Regions from separate parts of the Gossypium hirsutum genome. Here region 2 is linked to region 1. The links are chromatin contacts, called in public Hi-C maps. All regions are on one chromosome and are shown on one strand. The core of a region is the stretch at or near the end of the contact, and the rest is flanking DNA. Distances in the headings are between cores, read along the strand shown.

Region 1 (6,472 bases), core at 902-3,401:
TAAATCGATTAGGCGCATTCAACATGACTCTTAAGTGAAATCAATAAGATCAGAAAAGTTTCATGTCTCTATGGTTAATACAATAAAAAAGAGTTACATAAGGCTATGACTCGTCTAAAAATAAAAATGTAAAATTTGTATGTTCGAAAGAGGTATCTGTCGTCTGTGCACACGTTCTTTTAAATTGTGATGATTTGATGGCTTAGAAGTAAGTTTGCAAGCGTAATGTTATTACTGATTGTATTGATCTCTGAAAAGAAAATGAATAAAGATTTATGATTGTTTTGATTGAACTAAATGATGTATTGAATACTTCGATAAGAGGAAGTGATTTCAGAGTAACGTATGATATCTAAATATGGAAACAAAACTTGAGGAAGTATCAGAGACAAAGTTAAAAGTTTAAAGATGATAGGATCATCTATCTAAACTATCAATTGCAATGTGCAAATATGACTCATGTAAATGAGGTTTTCCTCACTAAATTCTTATAAACTTATCTCTGGGTGTTATGTTACAAGAGAGATGATGTAAGTCTGCGTCAAAAGGGACGATGTTAGGACTATGCCAAGAAGTGACATATCGGGTTATTGTGCATACAGAGCAAGATTGGCGACGTGTTCCAGGACTGAATTATTACTTAGAAGTCCCTACTTAAGGCATCTTTATTGTATTAGAGTTTCAAATTAAATATTGTTGTATTTTAATTACCACGTGTTGTAATTATATTTACTTCTTGTACATGTTTATCTATTCAAATTAGAAATTTTGTAATTAAGTAACATAATTGATTGTAATTTGTAAAAGTAGATTGAGTTTTTATTTGTATTAACGTGATAATACCTAAGACCTGGATTCAACCAATCAAATTGAGTCGAGGGTGTTACAATGTTAGTATAAATGACTTAATTTATTAGTAGTTAAAGTTGAATATGTAACTTGATTAAATTAAATATTTATGACTTATCTATCTATAATATAAAAAAGTATGAATTTTAAAAAACTTTTGATTAGTAGTTAAAGTTGATTTTTTTCAAGTCATTAAGTGATAAATTTTAACTAAAAATCAAAGTTTGATGAAAATTTTTTTTAAAAAAATTCAAAGTTTATTGGTAAAATTCAATCACATTAATAATTGAATGGCAAATTTACACAATTTCAAAATATAATGGCAAAAATTAAAGAAAACAAAATATAGCCTATTATATATAAGTGCTTTCATTGAAGATGTAAAATCGTTAAAAGATGATTTCCATACCTGTTTGTTCTCCCACACAACAAGGGAGAGGAACGACCAAGCGCATGTTTTAGCAACGGAGGATTAAAACGAAGGGAGCAAGCTTACCTGGTAGGGGAAGTGCCGGAGTTCGCGGTGGGAAAAATGGAGGAGGATAGAAGATCGGACGGCCAACGAGGTTAACTAACTCAAGAAATGGCCAAAAGGGTCCACTCCGAGGAAAGGCGATAGATCTTTTGAGAGGAAAAAGGAAACGGAAGGGTGAAATTTTGGAAGAGTGAGAAGAGGGTCCCCTCTGATCAACTGGGTTGCAATCTGGGGACGGTTAAGGTCCTAAGAAAGCGAACGGACCACTTTTATTTCCACTTTGTTTAATTTATTGTTTATTTGCAATTCTTTTGTTATCTTGCTGTTGCTTAGTTCTTTTCAAACTAGGGTTATAAACTTCAATTCCTTTAAAGTATAATGTCAAATAAATTTTTAATATATTTTCCACACTTATAAAATTTAATAATAAAAATTTATCATTTAACTTTTTGCAATTTATCAAACACAATCTAAATCTAAATCATCATTTTATAATTACATTTACTATTTAATTTTTTATTAAACAGAAAATAAAAAATAACAGAGTTACAGATAATTAAATAATTTTTATTCATTGTAAATAAGAAAAGGCTTCTACTTTTTATATTTAATTGCTTTCTCCTAACAACCTTGCCTTGCCTGACCACGATAAACAGCAGTCGTGGACCACTCATCGTCAGTTTTGAACAGTGGTTGTTGATTTTTTATTATTTTAGATTCCAAACTTTCTCTTTTAACATTTCTCCTTCTACATCTTTCTTTCTTTTCTTTTTTTGGGTTGGGGTTTGGTACTCTCGTTTGAATCAAAGAAACCATAACTGTTTGTTCTTTTTTTCTCCCTTTGAATTGAAACGATTGAAAGAAGAAATGGGTTCAGAAGGATCATGTGTTGTTGGTAAGTTTTTGATTTTCAAAGCCCCAGATTTGTCGTTTTTGTTACTCAAAGTTCCCATTTTTATTTGTTATACGTGAAATTTTGTTATCATTCCGTTGTTGATGGAGCTTCGAAAGTATATGCATCTCGTGTATTTTGGGTGTGATATTCCTTGGATTTGGTACAAAATAGGGTTTAGTTTTAATATTGGTGTTCTTTTGTTTAGTCTAAAGTACTTGTTTTCATATGCTTGAGAGTGGATTTTCAAGATTTTTATAATATTAATGGGTTTAATTCCCGGTTTCAGTTTGGGCTTTAATAATAGGGATATTTATGATTATGAATTTGTAGCCTTGCATTTGGTAAATCTGATATTGTAGGAATAAATGAAGGAAGCCAGTTTTTCTATTTCTTTGAGTTCTTGTCCTTTTCCTTGGTATTGGACTGGTAATGGATAAAGCCCTTAATCGAATTTGCATTAAGGTAGTTCTGTTATTTTTAATCGGTTTTCCTTTTCACTTTCTGTTCTGAGGTACTCTTTTGAGTTTAATTATTTATACCTTTAAGTCTAACGGAGCCATTGCATTATATTATTACTAATTACATCTGGCAACATTTGTTTAATGTACCTTGTTTCAAGTAAAGAATATTAATGCTGACTGGCTACATTCAGAAAGAAGAAGAAATAACCTTCAAAATGGTATCCATCTCTTCTAAATTTTTTCCATGCCTAGGGCTTGTAGCCCATGAAAACTATAAATAATGCTAAAATGGCCGTTTGACTATGATGCATGGGCTGTGCTAGCTCTGAAGTTACTTTTTTTTAACTCATTTCACATGTCAAGACCATTGATCCACTTCTGAAGGGATCTGTTGAGATTAATTAATAGCACTTGTGACATGGGACGCATATGCAACTGTAAATGGAGTGCTAGCAATCTTAATTGAACATTCAAAATAGAGGTATCAGGTTTAGCTTGTAATGGAATGGCAATGATTTGTTTAAGCTGAAAGAAGACAACGACCTGTAGAATCCATCTTAATATCCTTGAGTCAATGGTTGTCCAAATCATGACTGCTGACCTTGAGGCTTCGAGAACTCATCTTGGTGAGCATGTGATGGATAATCAAGACAAGAGACACAAAGCGGATCAGAAAGTTTCTTATACACTTTTTCTGTCCTTGAAACCTGTGATTTCCTAATCTCTGGTTTGTGTTGATGAAATGCAACTGTATGTTTCAGGACTAGTTGTATCTGCTTTCTAATTGATTGATGAAATTCTGGTCAAGCATGCAATGAATGAACAAATGAAATAAGTGCAAATCAGGATGCTAGTTTGTGTGGTCGAGTATACAGTGTATGGAAAATAAATGCATATAATAATCCCAATTAAACTAGCCAATCCTTTTGCATTAGGCTTCAACTTCAACCAAGTAAAAGATGTTATGACAATCAGATTGGATGACGCTTTCCGGTTAGTATTAGGGTAGATGACTTTTTTATTTATCTGGGATACCCATATTTTCTTGCTCGACTTCATAGCTTTTTAGGTCTGAAGACCATTTGCATGCAGGCATGTATATTGAATCAAAACCAAGGATGTGGAAAAGTAACATTTTTTGGTACATGTGAGAATGATTTTATGCCATCAGCAGATGACATGATTTTTTTTTCTGTTTATTTGGTGAGTGATGCTTGATGGAGGTTACTGTCAAAAGATGTTTAATCTAAAATAGAGACGTTTGATTTTATTCCTAGGGGAAACTAAGCCTGCTGTCAATGAATTGAGGAAACTTCCTTGACCACTTTTTCTGGCCTTAAAAGTTTCCTTCTATGGTTCTCAAATCAAATCCTTCTTTTTTTTTTGAGCCATCTCATGGCATACCCTTTGGCCATTGATGATCACCTCTTGGTTATTGAGAAGTGAACTTTCTTGGTATCAATGCCTTACAGACACTTAAAGCTGTGCAGTGGCATTTGATTTTGGAAGGCTTTGGGTGCAATCTCTTTTGTGAAACCAACTTGAATGTTGGGTGGATATTCCTTCAACTGCTGACCTTACAGTAAAAAAACTGTCGTTGATTGAATGACAATATTGGACAAATGTCTTTGAAAAATGGAGCCAAACATATGCTATTTATGAGGGAAAGTGGTAGTTCTGTCATATGCTATTTATGAGGGAAAGTGGTAGTTCTGTTTTTATATCTGGTTTTTGTGCTCATTCATTGTTCATGAGTGATTAATCGTGGCATATGCTATTGTATGCTATCGGGATTATGGTTGTTTCTGGGATTGTATTGGCTGTTTTGCATTATTTGACACAACATGCAAGCATTTCATTTTTGTCTTAGGCTTTACCTTTTTTTTTATTGAAGAAACTTTTGTTTTTAATATTTTTGGATGTTGCATTTGGGATGGACTTCATACAAACTTCACGTGTGATTTGTGTCAATCATGACCTAAGGAAAAAATATCTGATTTTTGCAGTACCCAGGAGTTTCAGATTGCTAGAAGAGCTTGAGAGGGGTGAAAAGGGAATTGGAGATGGAACTGTTAGCTATGGGATGGACGATGCTGATGATATATACATGCAGTCATGGACTGGGACTATTATTGGCCCTCCAAACGTGAGTCTCTCTCACTCTCTCTGTATGGCAGTCAGTGCACTTCTTTCTGAACTTTAGTGGAGAGGTGCAATGATGAGTCTGAGCCCAACTTAGAAGTTGACATGTACCTGTAGCTAAGCACATTTTCACAACTTGGTGCAATCCTTGAGATATTCCAGATGATTGACTAATTACTAGTGAGAACTAGACAATGTTTTTATTAAAAAAAACCAAAAACTTGTGTGGATGCTGAAAACATGAAAAGAAGTAACGCTCGAGGCAAATTAGGCTGTAGCCAGAGTTGGAAGGCTGCTTTACTGATTTTAGTTAAACTACCTGGTGGGTCCCTGTACTATTGGCTGAAGAGCAACTTAGTCCTACTATAAAAGAGAGTGATTTAGTTCTTGCAATTTTAATTTTGTAGCAAATATGCAAAATTGTAAATGGTGGTAAGGTTGAAAGTTAAAAGATGCTGACTTGTGCTTTAAAGTAATGTGGAAAAAAAAGTGACTAATTTAGTCGTTGTCATGTTTTTAGAAATGCTGCAAACTTAAATGTACAGGGACTAAATTGCTCACTTTTATAGTAGAGAGACTAATTTACTCTTTCAATAACTTATAGTACAGAGACTTGGTAGGTAGTTTAACCATTCTTTTTGCACCACAGGGTAGGGTGCAATTGACTGACTGACTGACTGACTGATAGGTGGCATTATAGCTTGTTATTAACATTTACGATTATATATATATATACACGAAGAAGGTACTTTCCAGTGAAAGTTGATTAATGAGTTTCTACTTTCTACTGTCCAAACTTGAGGGTTATTAATCCCTATTTTATCACAAAATTTACCTGCTTTATTCCAATCTGTGTCTGAAAATTTAACCAATTACCTGCAAATGCATTTAGCTTCCTTATAACTGTTTCACCTAGAAGTTTAACATACAAGCTTTATGATCGTAATCCTTCCTGCAACTCACTCTAGCTGCAGCTTTGAACATTTAACATAAACTTCAGCTTCTGAAAAATTATATACTGATCCTATTTAACGATGTCACAGCTTTCAACTAAAATAAGAACTCTATTAAAATTCTTCATTTTGAGAATGTCATACGTTTTCATTGAAATTCACCACCAATTAGAAATTACTCTGTTCGTCATGAATAAATCATGCTATATGTCATCATCATTTCATATTTGTCCCCCAAAAATGTCATCGTTATTGCTGCTTCATGAAATTCCTGCTCTCTTAAAACAGTCTCAATTCTAGGTAATTCATTTAGGTCTAGTTTGGTGCAAAGGATAGGATTAGATCTAGGTCATTAGGTTTTTATTGGAGGATGGATATGGTTTGATTGAGTTATCCTACATGGGTTGTATTGGACAATCTTATGGAGAGTACCGTTTTAGGTCTGTATGCACTATAAGATGAACCTTGTTATTCTGTCCTTTGCATAATTGCATACTCGCAACTTAAATGAAGTTATCGTTGCTTGCCAAACCATGAAGCAAGTGAGTTAAGTTTTGCTTATTTTTTTTGCATGTCAGACTGTTCACGAAGGATGCATATATCAGTTGAAACTGTTCTGTGGCAAGGATTATCCAGATAATCCACCTAGTGTGAGGTTTCAAACCCGGATAAACATGACCTGTGTCAATCAGGAAAC
Region 2 (6,855 bases), core at 3,401-5,900, 200 kb after region 1:
TTTAAAATATATCTTATGTGATGGATGGTCTTATAATTCGACTTAAGAAATGAAGTAAATGATGGATGCATTTTAACTTATGATATGTGTTTATAATTGCCTTATGAGTGGCTTAAAAATGTTGTTTAAGTTGGAGTGTATTCGGCTTTGTACTTAAATCATTATGGGGACTATGTTATAGGGTTTAATATGTGGTTATAATGTTTTAATGAGTTGGAAATGTTTGAATGAATAATTTTGGTAATTGGTTGATTATGTATTAGTTAAATTGTTAATAATGAAATTGTTTTGGGTTTTTTTTGTGAGATAAAATGGTATAAAAATATGTATATATACAATTCGGCTAGGGACATATAGAATTTATATGTGTTTTGTAATGTCGTGAGTATTTGACCAAATTAACGTGGTTTTATTGTTGGTTAAGTGATTAATTAAGTGATGATAGAAATTGGCATAATCTTGGATAGTATTTTAGTATGAATTGTGCATGAATCGGTATGTCTTGGGGCTGGAAATTATATGTTAGGTAATGCATTGTATATACATATGTTGTCCAATGTTGGTATGATTGGTTTAGGCAAAAATGCATTTTTAACTGGTTGCATTATTATAGTCCAAATTGAGCATAGTTGGGAAGTGTATTAACTGCTTATTTGATTAAGATAAATAACATCAAAATGTGTTGATAAAAATAACATGTTCAATAATTAGCTAATGGAATATATATATACAAATGAATGTTGTGAAGTGTGTGCCTAGTATATGTAACAAATTACGTTAGATTTTTTTTAATTAGACATTCGAATGCCATGAAGTTTTATGGTTATAAAGTGTGAAATATTCTTTATAAAGCCTATGTAGTATGACTTTGATGCATGATAATTGATTCGACACTTTGGTTAAAGGAATAATATTGACATGTTGAATTTTGAAGCATGGATTGTTTATATGTCATAAAACATAAAGCATAATTGACTTTAGTTGATTAAGTATTTAATATATATATACGAATTTTTTTATATAATTGAGTAGAAGCTTGAATGTTAATTTGGGAAAATACGAATTATAGAATCGAAAGTATTAGTTTGATTTAAATTTATACTAGATGAATAGAATTGAAATGAATATATTGTTTGGTACTTAAACTGAAATGGATGTTTGTTCTTAGTTGTATTTTGATCGGTAATGCCTCGTAACCCAAATCCGACGAGGGACACGGGTTAGGGGTGTTACAAATGATGTTACAATTTAGTGGTATCAGAGCTTAGGTTTAATTGATCCTCTAAACATAGGAAATTAAAGAATAGCCCTTATATGCATGATACATTAGATCTGGCTTAGCCCTTTAGACGAAAATAAAGGTGTCATGTGTTAAGTGATTGTGTATAGGTTGGAGGATCGTTACGAGTTGGTAATAAATAATTTAAGAACAACAAAAAGAAAGGTAAGTACAGCTCAAATAAGAGACAATGGAAGAAAGGTAGAAATTTTTATTAAAATAGGGAGACAAGTACAAGAACAATTAAACATTATCCTCAGCTGGCTAATCAGCGATCTCCTCTACGTCTTCCTCCCCATCATAACCAGCTTCCTCAATAGGATCAGGAGTGGTTGGCTCTGGTTCTAGAGAGAAGAAGAGGTTGTTAGGTTCCTTCCACTTCTTTTAAAATTCTTCCCACTCAATCCCTAAAAAATTGAGTGCATTGAAGCCTAGATTGATGTTGGTAAGCTTACGCATACAGCTGAAGTTTACTTGACTCACATAAAAAGGTCCCACAATGACTTCGGTGTGTAGAATATGGTTGGATCTCAGCTTTGGAAGGTAATCTTGTATCCTTGCCTTGGTTTTTACCTTGTAACACTCTAGGGCTCCGTTGTTTTCTTTTTGCATCCTCTCTAAGTGCGTCAAACGTTGTTCATCTAAGGAATGGATATAGCTCCTCAGTTGGCGTATTCTCTCCTCAAACTCTTTCTTCTTAGAATTATATTTAGTCTCCTACCTGGAGACAGATTTGGTTAGCTCCTAGTTTTAGTGGACTGAAGCCTCGTGTGATTGGCGAAGCTGGGCTAGTGCTTGGTTGCTGGAAGCCAAGGCCTTTTCTAACTCAATTTGTTTAGCTTTACTTCCACTACAGTATTTGCGGAGGGCCCAACCAAGAAGTCTGCATTCTTCCACCATCACTTGGTAAGAATCTATCAATTCTAGTAAGGTTGGTTGGCGGGCTAATATTAGTTACTTTAGATCATTAATATCATTAACTGTTTGATTAAAATATTGATATGAAATTTTATTAAAAAATTATTCTAAGAAAAAAGTTCTATTTGGCATTATGAGTTAGAATAAGTGTTTTAAAAAACTCTATTTAGCTACTGAAATCATTAAAGGGTGTTAATTATTTAGATTAACTAATGATATTATTATGACAGATTAGGCAAATTTGGTCAAATAAAAAAATAATGAATCACAAATTTAAGCATACTAGAATGATCAATACCATGACTTAACACAATATATATGCCTAACACAATCGCTATTTATATACATATACAAATATATATTACATATTTGAATATTAGATTTATTTAGTATTAATTCATTTCGCATATGAATATGAGGCAACAAAATCATTCACTAAATTCATTTTAATGTAAATATTTTAGATATTTGAATTCTTAACTAAAATTTGAGTTACTCGTAAGCGTAAAGATTTTAGATATTTAAATTAAATATTCATTTCATTTTCAAAAAATAATTTAATAAATTTTAATATTTTAAAAATATAATTAATGTATTTTATTTTAATTATATAAAAACAAAAATAAACCAACAAAAATATCATCTATTGTTTTCAACTATTTCTATTCTTATTTTTCTTACATTATGTATTTATATATTTTGAGTAAAAAGATAGTTATAGAACTAAGCGGTCAACTTTCATTTCCACAAATTAAGAAAGCGAAAGCTTAATAATGAAAAACTTAAAGTTAACTTTTAATTTTATGAATTTGTAACTTAATTTAATAACAAAATGATTTTTTTCTAAAGAAACTGCTTTTATTAATCTTTTGGATTTTTTTTTTAAACTTTTTTCAACAGTTTTATCTTATAAACCTAAAGAGTTTAGTATTTAAAAATAAATCTTTAAAAGATTTTAAGCTATGGTTAAATTCCCTGTGCAAAGGAAGGGATACACACAAGTGAAAATAAAAGTGGGGTATTCTTGTAAATATATTGGGACAAGACAGGGGAAGATGGTTTTACCTAAATTGTAATTTTAATGAAAAAACTAACTAATCCGACCTGAAAGCAATTAAAAAAAAATCGGGTTGGAGTCCTATGGTTTTGAGATTTTTTAACATCCTACATACTAAGTAAAAGTAAATTCATAAATAATAAGATATTTTAATATAAAAAATATGTTGGTAGATGGTTAGGTTTAAGATAATTTATTATACGAAATTTGAGATATTCAGATAGGGTTTCGGAATCTCATGATTGAAAGTCTACTATTAATACAGATGAGGAAAGAGGCTACGGTGGTGCCCGGAATTAAGAAACCTTGTTGGAAGCCGTTGGCAAACAGTGCTTGCAGATTTTGAGGCTAAGGCTGTTTAAGCCTCGTTATTTTACCAGTAAAAGGAAAATCCTTTGGATAAATATATTTGTATTTACTACAAACTTAGGTACCCATCTCACCCCACACCTCATCTTCGAATTAAAACTTTCTACAAATTGCAAATTTTTTTCTCCTACGATACTTGATTTCTAGAAGTAGCTAGAAAAATCCCTTTTCGAATCTTTGATCATTAAATCAACTAAAATAATAATATTAATACTTGTACCTATCACTTTCTATTGTAATCTCCTCCCTCCAACCATCCAAAATCTTGCTCCGCGCACTAACTCCATATTGAAGGCCTCATGTGATACGTATATAAAAACTATACTGAATAAATATATTTCCAATCTCACTAAACTCAACTGATAGCACACCGAACCAAATGATTTTTGCAAATGAAAGATGGAATTGATTTTGATGGATGAATTATAATGTAGGAGTCCCAGACCATCTTTGATGTTATACGGGTCAACCGTCACCGGTCCCTCAACCACAACCACATCTGACTTTTAACCTCACCAACACTGAAAACCCTATACTATATTACTTCATTTCTCAATCCCCTCATCTCTCACTAATGTCATTTTCCAACTAATTAAATACAAAAAAATATTCATTCATGCAATTAATTCTTAGTAATATTATTACTATATGATGATTTGTCACGTTTTTCAAATTTTAATTTACATGGGTATCGAAATTATTGTTTTTAGATTTAATTGGTCAAATCTTCAATTTAACACTACTGAAATACAAATAAAATATTTAATTCAACTGTGGATTATATATCGTTAGTTAAATGATTCATATTGTTAATTTTTTTTATTTAAACAACCAATAAATATAATAATTAATCAATAATATTTTCTTCTAACTTTTAAAGGAAAAAGAAAAAAAAAATTGTCTTGAACCCCTAATGTCACCTTACTCCTCATTAATCAACTCAAAAAGTATCCATAGTAAATCATTCTTAAAATGTTAATAATACTAGAAATGATTTGTCGCAAACTTTTTAACACGATACCAAAACCCTTTTATCTACTTTAGTAATTTTAAAAAAAAGTGTCCGAATTCTTCGATTAGTTAAAGCAGTTGGTAAAAAAATGATTCAATAATCATTATAAAAACAATATATGAGAAAAAAATCATATATGGAAATTCATGTGAAAATACGAAGCTGGTTTCCTCCTTACGTAAATTCCCCTCAAAGCAACAATCCTCTCCTTTTCTCTCACACAAAACAGTGGCATCCATCAGTTTTTAATGCTTTGATAGCCTCTTCTTTAAGCCATCCTTCACTCCCCTTTCTATATTCTCTTTCAAACCCTTCTTTTTCTCACACACCCCCATGGCTTTAGCTACGAAAACAACGTCGCTGTTTCTTCTTCTTCTCGCTGTATGGTGTTTCTTCATAACACCATCAAATTCAGCCACCGATTCCTTCGTTTTCGGTGGCTGTTCGCAGCTTAAATACACGTCTGGCTCACCTTATGAGTCCAACGTCAACTCCATACTCACTTCCCTGGTCAACTCAGCCATGTACACCTCTTACAGTAACTTTACCCTTCCAGGAGCCAGCAATCAGGACACTGTCTACGGCCTATTCCAGTGCCGTGGTAACCTCAACAGCGGTGATTGTGGCCGTTGTGTGGCGAAAGCCGTCAGTCAACTTGGCACTCTTTGCCTTGACTCTACGGGTGGCGCGTTGCAACTCGAAGGGTGTTTCGTTAAATATGATAACACGACTTTCCTGGGGGTGGAGGACAAGACGGTGGTGGTGAAAAAATGTGGGCCGTCGATTTCGTCTTACTCGGACGCATTGGGTCGGCGTGATGCGGTGTTGGGTTACTTGGGAGCAAGTGATGGTACCTACAAGCCGTTCCGGGTTAGCGGTTCAGGGGATGTACAAGGTGTAGCTCAGTGTGTAGGGGATTTGAGTCCGAGCGAGTGCCAAGATTGCTTATCAGAAGCGATCGGACGGCTCAAAACCGACTGTGGGGCTGCCAAATGGGGTGACATGTACTTGGCCAAGTGCTACGCGCGGTACTCAGAAGGTGGAGACCACTCCCACAGCCAAAAAGGTGAGCAGTAAGCTCCTTCCCCAATCTCCACCCCCCTTTTGTGGTGGTGGTGGTGGTGGTTAATATTTTGTGTGATTTGCAAAATTATTCAAAATATTGTAAATCGTAAACTTTGTTTTTCTCTCGTGTGAGATAGAGATTATGTGTTTCTTTTCTAATTTTCAGGTAAAAAAATTTTTTTTTGTGGTACCGAAAAACTTAAAAGTAACTTTATCGTTAAAATGTTTCATTAGTTCATGTAGTATTCAAAAAATTAGAATTTAGTCCCTGTATTTTTTTAGGGAATTTAGTTTCTTTTTGCTCTTTAGATTTTAAAAATTAAATCCAACTATTAACAATTTTTATTAAATTCTGGTTAGTTACATCATTTGTTTAATTATATTGTTTTAATTATATTACTCTCAAGTATTTTATAATTTTAAAATATCACACAAATAAAATTAATCAAAAAATTTAATAGTATTAATTGTTGAATCTAAATTTCAAATTTAAAAATTATAAAAACTAAATTCCTATAAATAAAACTACCAACATTATATTCAAAATTTTCAAAGAATGTAAATGTTTACAACATATTTCAACTTATTACTTGTGAATATGTCATAGGTCTAAACACCTTACTATTACTTTTTCATTTTTGGTCATTCATTAATGTATATACCATTTCATTATAAAATGTAGTACTATTTCCATCTACCCTTTAATGGAATTAGAAGTTGAAAAAGTATAATGAATAAAAATTTGAGATAATTCGATTTTAAATTTAATTGGAATTTCGAAATATATATATATGGCATAGGGAACAACAAATTGGTACAATTTTGCATGAAATTGAGGTCCACTGTTGAATTAATGCCCCATTAAATCAAAGAAGAATCCAATGCCACCCAACTCCAACACCCCCTCCTTAGGGAAAAAAGGTCATAGATTTTGAAGTTGTAATTGTAAATTAAACAATTTCTATTCTACACGGATTTTGGAGTAATAGGTTCAAACGTTTGTGAATGTTGTAGATACAAATAACAATGATGATGAGATTGAAAAGACCCTGGCAATTCTAATTGGACTCATTGCTGCAGTTGCTTTGATCATACTCTTTTTATCATTCTTATCAAAACTGTGTGACAATGGCAAAGGTAATTCCATATCTCACT

Evidence for each region. Hi-C and Micro-C count contacts between places; a contact is called where the count stands out from the background.
Region 2: a Hi-C map of hypocotyl shows a contact between it and region 1, with 4 times the contacts expected there. The contact joins the promoter of LOC107922619 here to the enhancer-like site in region 1. A contact is called at or near these places in 16 of 34 Hi-C or Micro-C datasets (anther, callus, hypocotyl and 3 more).

The regions. Positions count from the first base shown.
Region 1 is chrD01:44,957,955-44,964,426 of Gossypium_hirsutum_v2.1, forward strand. LOC107920950 (ubiquitin-conjugating enzyme E2 variant 1A) reads left to right here. Exons shown (of 5, transcript XM_016850781.2): 1 at 1-2,219; 2 at 4,687-4,826; 3 at 6,354-6,472. The coding sequence starts at 2,192. Among protein-coding and RNA genes, the nearest start is that of LOC107920950, 4.2 kb to the left of the region's middle. Within about 2 kb of position 2,152, at least 5 of the 9 cell types and tissues checked have an H3K27ac peak or open chromatin away from gene starts, as enhancers often do.
Region 2 is chrD01:45,158,463-45,165,317 of Gossypium_hirsutum_v2.1, forward strand. It overlaps LOC107922619 (plasmodesmata-located protein 6), which reads left to right and starts at 4,651. Exons shown (of 4, transcript XM_041086532.1): 1 at 4,651-5,701; 2 at 6,715-6,837. The coding sequence starts at 4,969.